Regions from separate parts of the Mus musculus genome. Here regions 2 and 3 are each linked to region 1. Evidence: chromatin contacts called from public HiChIP or PLAC-seq data. All regions are on one chromosome and are shown on one strand. Each heading gives the region's core, a stretch centred on a gene start, on an enhancer-like site or on the middle of the called end of the contact. The rest is flanking DNA. Distances are from core to core; before and after follow the strand shown. Region 1 holds the start of Hnrnpa0 (heterogeneous nuclear ribonucleoprotein A0). Region 2 has its middle 30 kb from the start of Gm38494. Region 3 overlaps Gm40966 (a long non-coding RNA gene).

What was found. HiChIP or PLAC-seq counts read pairs in DNA pulled down with a chosen protein or histone mark.
Region 2: an H3K4me3 HiChIP or PLAC-seq map of bone marrow-derived macrophages shows a contact between it and region 1, with 3 times the contacts expected there. The contact joins the enhancer-like site here to the promoter of Hnrnpa0 in region 1. A contact is called at or near these places in 5 of 39 promoter capture datasets (the C10 cell line, erythroid cells, hematopoietic stem and progenitor cells and 2 more), 1 of 484 Hi-C or Micro-C datasets (bone marrow-derived macrophages), 11 of 115 datasets of contacts at active chromatin or transcription factors (the 230-238 cell line, the SCID.adh cell line, bone marrow-derived macrophages and 5 more) and 1 of 9 other capture datasets (embryonic stem cells).
Region 3: a contact with region 1 is called in an H3K27ac HiChIP or PLAC-seq map of embryonic stem cells, with 22 times the contacts expected there. The contact joins the enhancer-like site here to the promoter of Hnrnpa0 in region 1. A contact is called at or near these places in 1 of 39 promoter capture datasets (pre-B cells), 2 of 484 Hi-C or Micro-C datasets (both in embryonic stem cells) and 8 of 115 datasets of contacts at active chromatin or transcription factors (effector CD8 T cells, embryonic stem cells, memory CD8 T cells and 1 more).

The regions. Positions count from the first base shown.
Region 1 is chr13:58,127,158-58,130,054 of GRCm38.p6, forward strand. Hnrnpa0 (heterogeneous nuclear ribonucleoprotein A0) reads right to left here and starts at 1,399. Exons shown (of 1, transcript NM_029872.1): 1 at 1-1,399. The coding sequence starts at 1,156. The coding sequence ends at 239.
Region 2 is chr13:58,514,982-58,517,878 of GRCm38.p6, forward strand. No RefSeq gene overlaps it. Among named protein-coding and RNA genes, the nearest start is that of Gm38494, 30 kb to the right of the region's middle. Within about 2 kb of position 1,525, at least 23 of the 459 cell types and tissues checked have an H3K27ac peak or open chromatin away from gene starts, as enhancers often do. A contact at or near this core is called in bone marrow-derived macrophages, where this site is marked.
Region 3 is chr13:58,470,482-58,473,378 of GRCm38.p6, forward strand. It overlaps Gm40966 (a long non-coding RNA gene), which reads right to left. Exons shown (of 3, transcript XR_873533.2): 3 at 147-660. Among named protein-coding and RNA genes, the nearest start is that of Gm40966, 5.5 kb to the right of the region's middle. Within about 2 kb of position 1,445, at least 66 of the 459 cell types and tissues checked have an H3K27ac peak or open chromatin away from gene starts, as enhancers often do. A contact at or near this core is called in effector CD8 T cells and embryonic stem cells, where this site is marked.

The DNA.
Region 1 (2,897 bases), core at 149-2,648:
TTTTTTGCTAGTATAAAAACGACCAAGGTCCAAGTAATAATAAAAAAATAGAGTCCATCAATGACTGTAACACAAAAATGTGTGTGTGTGGGGCCGAGTCCACCTTCAGGGGGGGTAACGGGCAGGCAAGCGGGGGGTGTCGTGCCCCCCAGGGTGAGCGGCTTCCCCCGAGGGCACCTGGGGCGGGCGCGGAGGGCGACGATGGCCGCGCCCGCCGCCGGCATCCGGAACCCGGCTTCTAGAACGAGCCTCCGCCGTAGCCGCCGCCGTAGCCGCCTCTGTACGGTCCACTGTTGCTGCGGCCGCCCCAGCTGCCGCCGCCGCCGCCGCCTCCGCCGCTCTTCATCGGCCCGTACGAGGACTGGTGCTGGCTGTAGCTGCCGAAGCCGCCGAAGCCGTTGCCGTAGTCGCTGCCGCCGTATGAGCCGCCGCCGCCGCCACCGCCCCCGTAGGCGCCGTAGCCCCCGTAGCCGCCGTAGCTGTTGTAGCCGCCGCCGCCGCCACCGCCGCCCTTGGCCAGCCCGTTCTGGTCTCGGCCGCCGCCGCCGCCTCCGCCGCCGCGGCCCCGGCCTCCGCCGCGCCCGCCCCGGGCCGCCCGCGCACCCCCGCCGCCCGCGTGGATATCCTCCTTGGGCACCGCCTTCTTCACCTCCACGCGGTGGCCCTGGATCGGGTGGAACTTGACCACCGCGGCCTTGTCGGCCGCGTCGTGGCTCTGGAAGTAGACGAAGCCGAAGCCGCGCTTCTTGCCCGACTGCTTGTCGGCAATGATCTCCGCCTTCTCCACCGCGCCGAACTGCGAGAAGTGCTCGATCAGGTCGCCCTCCGCCACGTCGCCCTTGAGGCCGCCCACGAACAGCTTCTTCACCTTGGCGTGCGCCCCGGGCCGCGCCGAATCCTCCCGCGACACGGCGCGCTTCAGCTCCACCGTGTTGCCGTCCACCGCGTGCGGCGACGCGGCCATGGCGGCATCCGCCTCCTCCACGTTCGAGTAGGTCACGAAGCCGAAGCAGCGGGAGCGCTTCGTCTGGGGGTTCACCACCACCACGCAGTCCGTCAGCGTCCCGAAGGCCTCGAAGTGGCCGCGCAGCCCCGACTCACTCGTCTGCACATTGAGGCCGCCGATGAACAGCTTACAGAGCTGCGAGTTCTCCATGTCGGCCGCCCGGGCCCTGCCCCCGCCCTGCGCGCTCCGCCGCGTCGCCGTCGCCCGTTAGCGGTCGCCGAGGCCTCGTCCGAGCCCGGGCCCGGCCGCCGCCGCCACCGCCGGCGGGGAAGGGGCGGGAGGGGGAGGGAAGGGGCGCGCTGCCGGCCCGAGGGCGAGCCGAGGACGCTGGAACCCGACCGGGGCCGCCGCGGCCGCCACCTCCGCTCCCCTATCGGGACACCACACAAAGAGGCCGCTGAAGGCGCGCGCACCCTCCCCGCGCGGTGCGTCACAAGCGACGCCGGGACGCCGGCCAATCGCCTGGCCGCTCGCCTTGGTCCCGCCCACCGCGCCGCAGCGCCGCTCTCGGTCGCGGCCTCCCCGCCCTCCGCGGTTTCCCCACCACCCCGGTCCGGGCCTGGGGCTCCTCGGCGACCGCCGCTCCTTCCGCCTCCGCGCTCGCACTCGACGCGGGGCCGCGGGGCCGCGGGGCCCGGGAGACCGCCCGCCAGAGCCCTCCGCGCGTCTCCGTGGAGCGTTTCCTGGCGACCGCGCGGCTGTTCCCGCAGTCGTCCCTCCCTCCCTCCCCTCGCCGGATGCCCAGGCCCAGCTCCGCAGTGGCGTTCGCGCCAGCCCCTTGAGGGACGTGACCTGCCGGCCAATCAGCGGCTGCTCCTCAGACCCACTTCCGTTTTCCGCTGCCGCGGGACGGGCGCGCTCCTCTCGAGCACTGGCCCGGCGCCTCCCGTGCGGAACCCTCTGTCGCCCGCACGCTTCGTCCTCGCGGGAATTCTGGCCGTTCCCAACGGATCAGCCCGGGTGGCCCCCGCGCGGACTTTTTAAAAACTTGACTGTTGGGGGCCGGCCCGCACCCGGCGTCGGCTCCCCTAGGGGCGGCACAAAGATGGAGGGCCTCGGCCTGACCCCAAGGCGGTTATTGGCCGTTTACGGTGGGCTGGTGGCTCCATTAATCCAATGCGACTCTTGCCCCGTGCCACTCTGCCCGCCGAAGCAAGCCCATGAGAGGGAACACCACCAAAGCCCTTGAGACCGGGTAACCCAGACCAGGCCCGAGCCAGGCCTGCGGTAGCCGCTGGCGATGCTCCGCCCTGTGAACTCAGCAGCGAGCTCCTGCGGACATGTTCCTTGCGAGCCACGCAGGATTTATTCGGCCCCATCCTTACACTGCTAGCCTTGAGCCAGGCTGACCTCGAACTCCCAAGCACTAGATTATAAGCATGCCCTATGAGATTTCCTATTTTTATTGCCTTCTCACCGCCATCCCAACTGTGGTTTGGGAATTAAACCCAGGGGACTTAACTAGAGTTGGAGCAGTGTCCCCCGACACGTCCTATCCCCATTCTGTCCCGTTACTTCTCATCTCCCTCATCTGGTGCACCCCTGTGACCTGCAGCCAGCAGCTTCTACTGGGCTGCCAGCTTCGTGAATATGAACAGCCATTTTGCCAACTTTATCCATATAACTAGATTTTAAAAAAAAACTGTCAGGGACTGTGCTTAGTGTTCACGGATAAGATCTCAATTTCTACAGTGTCTTAGGGTTGTAGAAATAAGGCAAGCTGGGAAGGAACGGCCTTATTTGGTTTACATTTCCAGATCATAGTCCATCACTGGAGGAAGTCAGGACAGGAACTCAAACAGGACTGGAACCTGGAGGCAAGAGCTGATAGAGGCTGTGGAGGGGTGCTGCTTGCTAGCTTCTAGCTTCACAGGGCTTGCTTCTCCGACTG
Region 2 (2,897 bases), core at 275-2,774, 390 kb after region 1:
AAAACAAAAGACAAAAAAACAAGCAGATGTAAAGAAAAGAAAGCTCAAGGACTCTAAAGTCCTCAACAGCGGCGGTGGCAGCAATAAGCGTCTTCTAGGTGTCAGCCAGCAAGTCACCATTCTAGAGTGAGAAACAGTTCTACGGGGCCGAGAGGAGCAGGAGGAGAGACCCTCCTCTCCCGAGAGAAATTGCGAACTGAAGATAGCTTTTATGTCATAAAGAAATGCACCTTTGGGGCTGCGAGACGTCTCAGAGGTTAAGAGCACTGGCTGCTCTTCCAGAGGACCTGGGATTGGCTCCTGGCACCCATATGGTGGCACGCCATATGTTCTGGCTTCTATAGGCATTGGAAATGCATGTGGGACACATACACGATGCAAGAAATAGATGAACCTAAAATGAAAGTAAATAAACCTCTTAAAAGTAATAACTGGGGAGGATTGTAACTTTATTTTGTGATTTTAAGCTAGTGAAGCCTGGGCCTTTGGGATATGTGACACAGGGAACTGAGTAAGGCCTGCCTGCTGTTCTGTTTTGCTCTTTTTGATATCGGGAATAGGAATGAGGCCATGGGCCCTTGAAGATCTGGAGTAAACTGTGGTGGGGAGGAACGCGCGGCTTTCATCCTGTAAAATTAGAGACACAGTGTCACCTTCCATATCTGATTAGCTATCATCACTGGTGTTAGTGTCCTGGGGCTGAGTCTCAATGCGGGCTGCTCCATTTATGACTGTCAATCACCTGAGCAAATAGGACAGCAGTTGCTCCCATCTACAACTTGAATGTGGCATCTGCTCAAATAATCTGTCTCCTCCAGCCCACTTACTATCTAAGCCCCGGGTCTGCTGTGACATCTGGGAGCAGGCTCCTGACTCCTCGGCTCACTTGATTAACTTCCCTGAGCCAAGTTACTAGTCAAAGGAGAGAAAACTGAACAGCGGTGTCTGCCAATCAGGCAGAGAGGACCGTCATTGGTACCCAGCCCAGCATGGTGGGGATTCATTTATTTTATTTACTTAGGTTTATATACTAATTTGCAAAAAAAAATTAACGAATATTATTTGTAGAACAATGATGTTTGAAATTTGAATACAGGAGCAGGAGAGACTGCTTGGAGGTTAAGAGCCCTGGACGCTCTGGCAGAGGACTCACGTGGTGTCACTCAACCCTCTGTTGTAACGCCAGCCTCAGAGGATCTGACACCCTCTTCTGGCCTCCTCGGGCACTGAACGCATGTGGTGCCCAGACATACCTGCAGGCAAAACACCCATACACGTAAAATAAGAATAAATGAATAAGATATTTAAGACAATCACCTAGGGTATTTTACTCAGGACCTACTACCTTCATTGTCTGCGCTGTCTTTTATGCTTTCGAAGGAGATAGGAGGAAGGAACGGAAGTGCACTGCCCGAGGAGGCCAGAAGAGGGCATCAGATCCTCTGAGGCTGGAGTTAGAGAGGGTTGTGTGACACATGTGGGACCTCTGACAGAGCATCTGTAAGCTGTTTCCTCTTTACTTACACATGCCATTCCCCCTGACAAGTATGACCCATTTCACTTCCTTATCTAATCTGTCACAGGCTGGACTGTGACTAGCCCTGACTGACAGGACAGAAATGACATCATTGTGCTTCCACATCACAAGCAGCTTTGTAGCCTCTGTTGACTCTTTGAATATGGTTTTGGGGAATGCAGAGACTATACAACAGCTAGTCTACCTTGAGTGCACCATGTTATCGGCACCCTGCCTGCTGTTTCCAACTGGCTCGTTTTGTCCCAGTCTTCCCATAAGGAGAGACCTTTTGAAGGCTGATAAGCAGGAAGCCACTGTGTGTTTAAGTATAGTCACTAGGCGTGTGCGTTAATCCTGCAGATGACATGGGTCCAGTTGCATTTGGTCTTGAATCTAACGTGCTCCAAGCAAGAACCACTGAGCTGACCCATCACCTCCCAGCAACTTGGTTGATCACCTCATTAAGCTTTGGGGGCAGTTTTTTATATGATAGTAAGTTACAAGACCAGCTTAACTATGAGACAGACTCGATAAGATGTGGTTTGAATTTTAACTAAAATCCTCAGACTAGCTTGAGAAAATGCTATTGTTGGCTAAAGTGTATAGAATTTACTGATTTTACGCTTGGAATGGATGTGTATTTGAGATATATGTATATATTTTATGTCTGCATATAAATGTCCTGGAATGTAGCTCAGCGGCAGAACCTAGAATGCACAAGTAGCCCGTGATGCTTTTAATCATTCCAAAAACAAAACAAAACAAAATAAAACAACCCTAGTTCTGGACATGCTATCGCTTCACCTAGCAAGTACAATCACTGTCCTGATATCAGGGGCTTAGTGAAATTACTGCCTGTGGTCACACATCTAGTGAGTGTGGGAACAGGATTTGAATCCATCTGACTTGACATGTATGGACTCTGGGTATTTGACTGGCAGCCTCAGGAGTGATTTTCTGACATTCTCTGGCCAAGGGTTTTTGTTCTCTCTTCCCAGTTCCTTGCTAAATCTCTCTTCTGTAGCCTATTAGTCTCTTATCCTTCTCTCCCCTGCCTCTGTAGGGCAGCCTGCCTGCACAGACTTCAGTTTCTGGCTCAGTGGGATCATGAATATAAAACATTCTAATGTTCTCCTGGGTTATAATCTTCATTTCATATGACCACTCCAACCATGCGTACCCACATCCAATATCTGTTTGGGAACAGCATGGTAATGCATTATAAATTATAAGTGAGGCAGATAGTGGCTCTTCATAATAAATAGAAGCATTGCTGGCCATCTTCCTTATATTTAAAAACTAAAATTAGAAACCCCTAAGCAGATAGGACATATTTTGACCCGACGCTAAGTCAGATGACATGAATTAATCCTCAGAACAC
Region 3 (2,897 bases), core at 195-2,694, 340 kb after region 1:
GACTGCTCTTCCATAGGTCCTGAGTTCAATTCCCAGCAACCACATGGTGGCTTACAACCATCTGCAGTGTGATCTGACACTCTCTTCTGGTGTATCTGAAGACAGCTACAGTGTACTCACATACAGGAAATAAACAAATCTTTAAAAACAAGTAGTTTATATCTGTATTGGGAAATACATAGACTTAACACTTGAATAAACACAAAGAGGTGCTCTCTTCCTGCTGCCTGTGGATCCAGATGTAGAACTCTCAGCTGGCTCCTCAGCACCACGACTGTCGGAGTCCTGCCATGCTTTCCGCCATGCCCACAGCGGACTTTATAAACCTCTGAACTGCATTTCCCACCTGGTGGTTTCAGAACGCTGAGGAACTTTGAGGAGGCACCACCTCGGAGGAGAAAGTGGGTCACTAGAGATTGACCCTGAAAGCCACGAAGAAAGTTGTGTGGCCCAGAAAAGGTAGCACTGAAGAAGCTTAGGCTAATTTGAGAAAGCTACACTGACAGCCAGCCGGCCCCCCCCCCCTCCCCCAGCTCCACTTTTGCAGCTTCCGCGTTCCTAATGGTGATGACTGACAGGTCTTCAATGCCAATTTGATTGAATTCTTCAGAGCAGTACCCGGCCGCTGATTGCCAAGCCACTGAAGAAGGGACGCAGCATCTGCAATGCAAGCAAAGCTATTCGATTTAAGTCTGGATTGTTGATCTTCTCTAATGTTCACAATGTGGAGCTAAGACACTTACAGGAAAAAAAAAAAAAAAAAAAAAAAAGGCTAGTCTCTGGAATGTATTGCATTGGTATCCTAAAGGCCAGTGGTGATGCCAGGAGTCTTTCTACAAGCGGGCGAATTTTTTTTTGTTTGTTTGTTTCTTTTTAAGTGGGTTGAATCTTGAATTTTCTCTTAAATAAAATGATAATCTATAACATAAGAAAAAAAAGAAGACAAGATAACTATAGTGATACTCAAAGTCAACTAATAGCTGGAAGGTGTGCTCTGACCTCCACATGAGCACCAGGGGACTTGACATGTCCACACTCACACGCATACACAATTAAAAAAAAAATGAAACCAAACGAACCAAAACTACCAAAAGATATAAAAAGAAAGCGCCACGGGCGTCTGTTTCTGTGTGGGGGAGCACTAGGTTTGAGACTCAGAAAGCCTTGTTTCGTAGACACCTCCCCGGGCTCTTTGAAAATGTGTACATTTACAAGTCTTTACAACCTCAATAGATAACAAAAGAGTCAGACCAAATTCAAAATAAGCAACTCTTCCACTTGTGGGGTAGGTCTGGGGATTTGGAAGGACGTTGTGAATCCTTGGCTGCGAAAGAGCTGCACACCCCAGCCCGCGAACCTTCTTCGGGTTCAGACAACTCCTCTTCAGGCGCTCACAGCCAAGTTCTTGCCTGACCGCAGCCATAGATGCTAACCGCCGGTGTCTGCTCCGCCAAAGGTCCCCTTCCGCCCTGCCCTGTTCTGTGGCTGCCCTCAAGCCTTTTATTTTCCGTTTAGAGGAAGACTGCGGTAGATTTGACTTTTTCTTTTGGAAACAAAAGCGATACAAAGGGCAAGTGTGCGGGGCTTCTTCCTAAACAGTGGGGCACTTGAAGCCGGGGCTGCAGGTGCAGCGGCTGATTCAATCTCAAGATTGCGCTTTCTAAAAGCGCTTTAAAAAATGCTGAAGAGAGAGCGAGAGCCCGGAGTACTTTTGGAAATGAGACATTTGAAAGCCCTTATTTATCTACTCTTTGGGGGGAAAAATCAATTTCTTTAGGGAAAAGCCTCACCACCCCGCTATGTCATGCATACAGAAAATGGCGTTAATTGAAGAGATTTGGGGTAAGACCAGAGGGAAACTGAGTGCATTTCTAAAAGTCCTTTAAAAAAAACTTTTTAAATGTTAGAATTGTGTTATGAAAATATCAGGGAAGATCTTGTATTTTCTTAAAGCTAACATATAAATGTTTTTCAGAATTCAGAAAATTAAACTTGTTTCCATAAATGTAATGTATTTGCTCATATGCACGCGCGCGCGCGCGCGCGCGCACACACACACACACACACACACACACAAAGTTCAAATCTATAAGAATGAAGAGATGAACCTTCTCCAGCCTGGCCAGTCCTGCCTGTGCCCGCTGGCTCACCACTGGCTCACCGCTGGCACACCGCTGGCTCACTTCCAGACCCTATTCAGCATGATCTCCCTCCTTTGCCAGAATCTGAAGGCTACCACAGACAGCAGGTCCTGCAGACATTCTAGCCAAGAGGATCTAAACACCCTACCCTCTGTACTCCTACCTCAAAAATAAGTTCTCAGGGTTATTTACAAACCCAGCCCATGTCGGCTTTCTTTGTCTCCAAAATGTCCTTTTGTTGTTGGTTTATTCAAATCAAGATAGCAAAATTTATAGGCAAATCATTTGCCATCTTTCACTGTCTCTTGAAAGTTTATAACACAAATATGTTTTGTGTATATTTTTATTTATTTACATTTTTTTTCCAATTGGGAAAGAGGCTTTGTTGAGATTTAATTCACACGTAGTACAGAAGGCTAAGAAAGGACCCTTCTCCCGTCCACATTGGTTGGTCTAATGCCTGAACCGTAGGTTGTCCTCTAAGAAGTAAGGGACTTACAGGTGTGACAAGTTAGGATTTTGATGGGGGAGATGATCTGAGTGGGCCTTGAGGCCATCCACACCCTTACAGAGCAGCAGAGGGAGAGGTCCCAGCTCCCAGGTGTGAGGCAGCCATGGATGGACTACCTGGATCATATCATATAGGTCCATTTAATAAATCCCCTTTGACTGTGTATATATTCATCCCATTGCTTCTATTTCTCTAGAGAACCCGAGACATTGATATATTGGATGCCATCAAGAATTTAAAAGCCC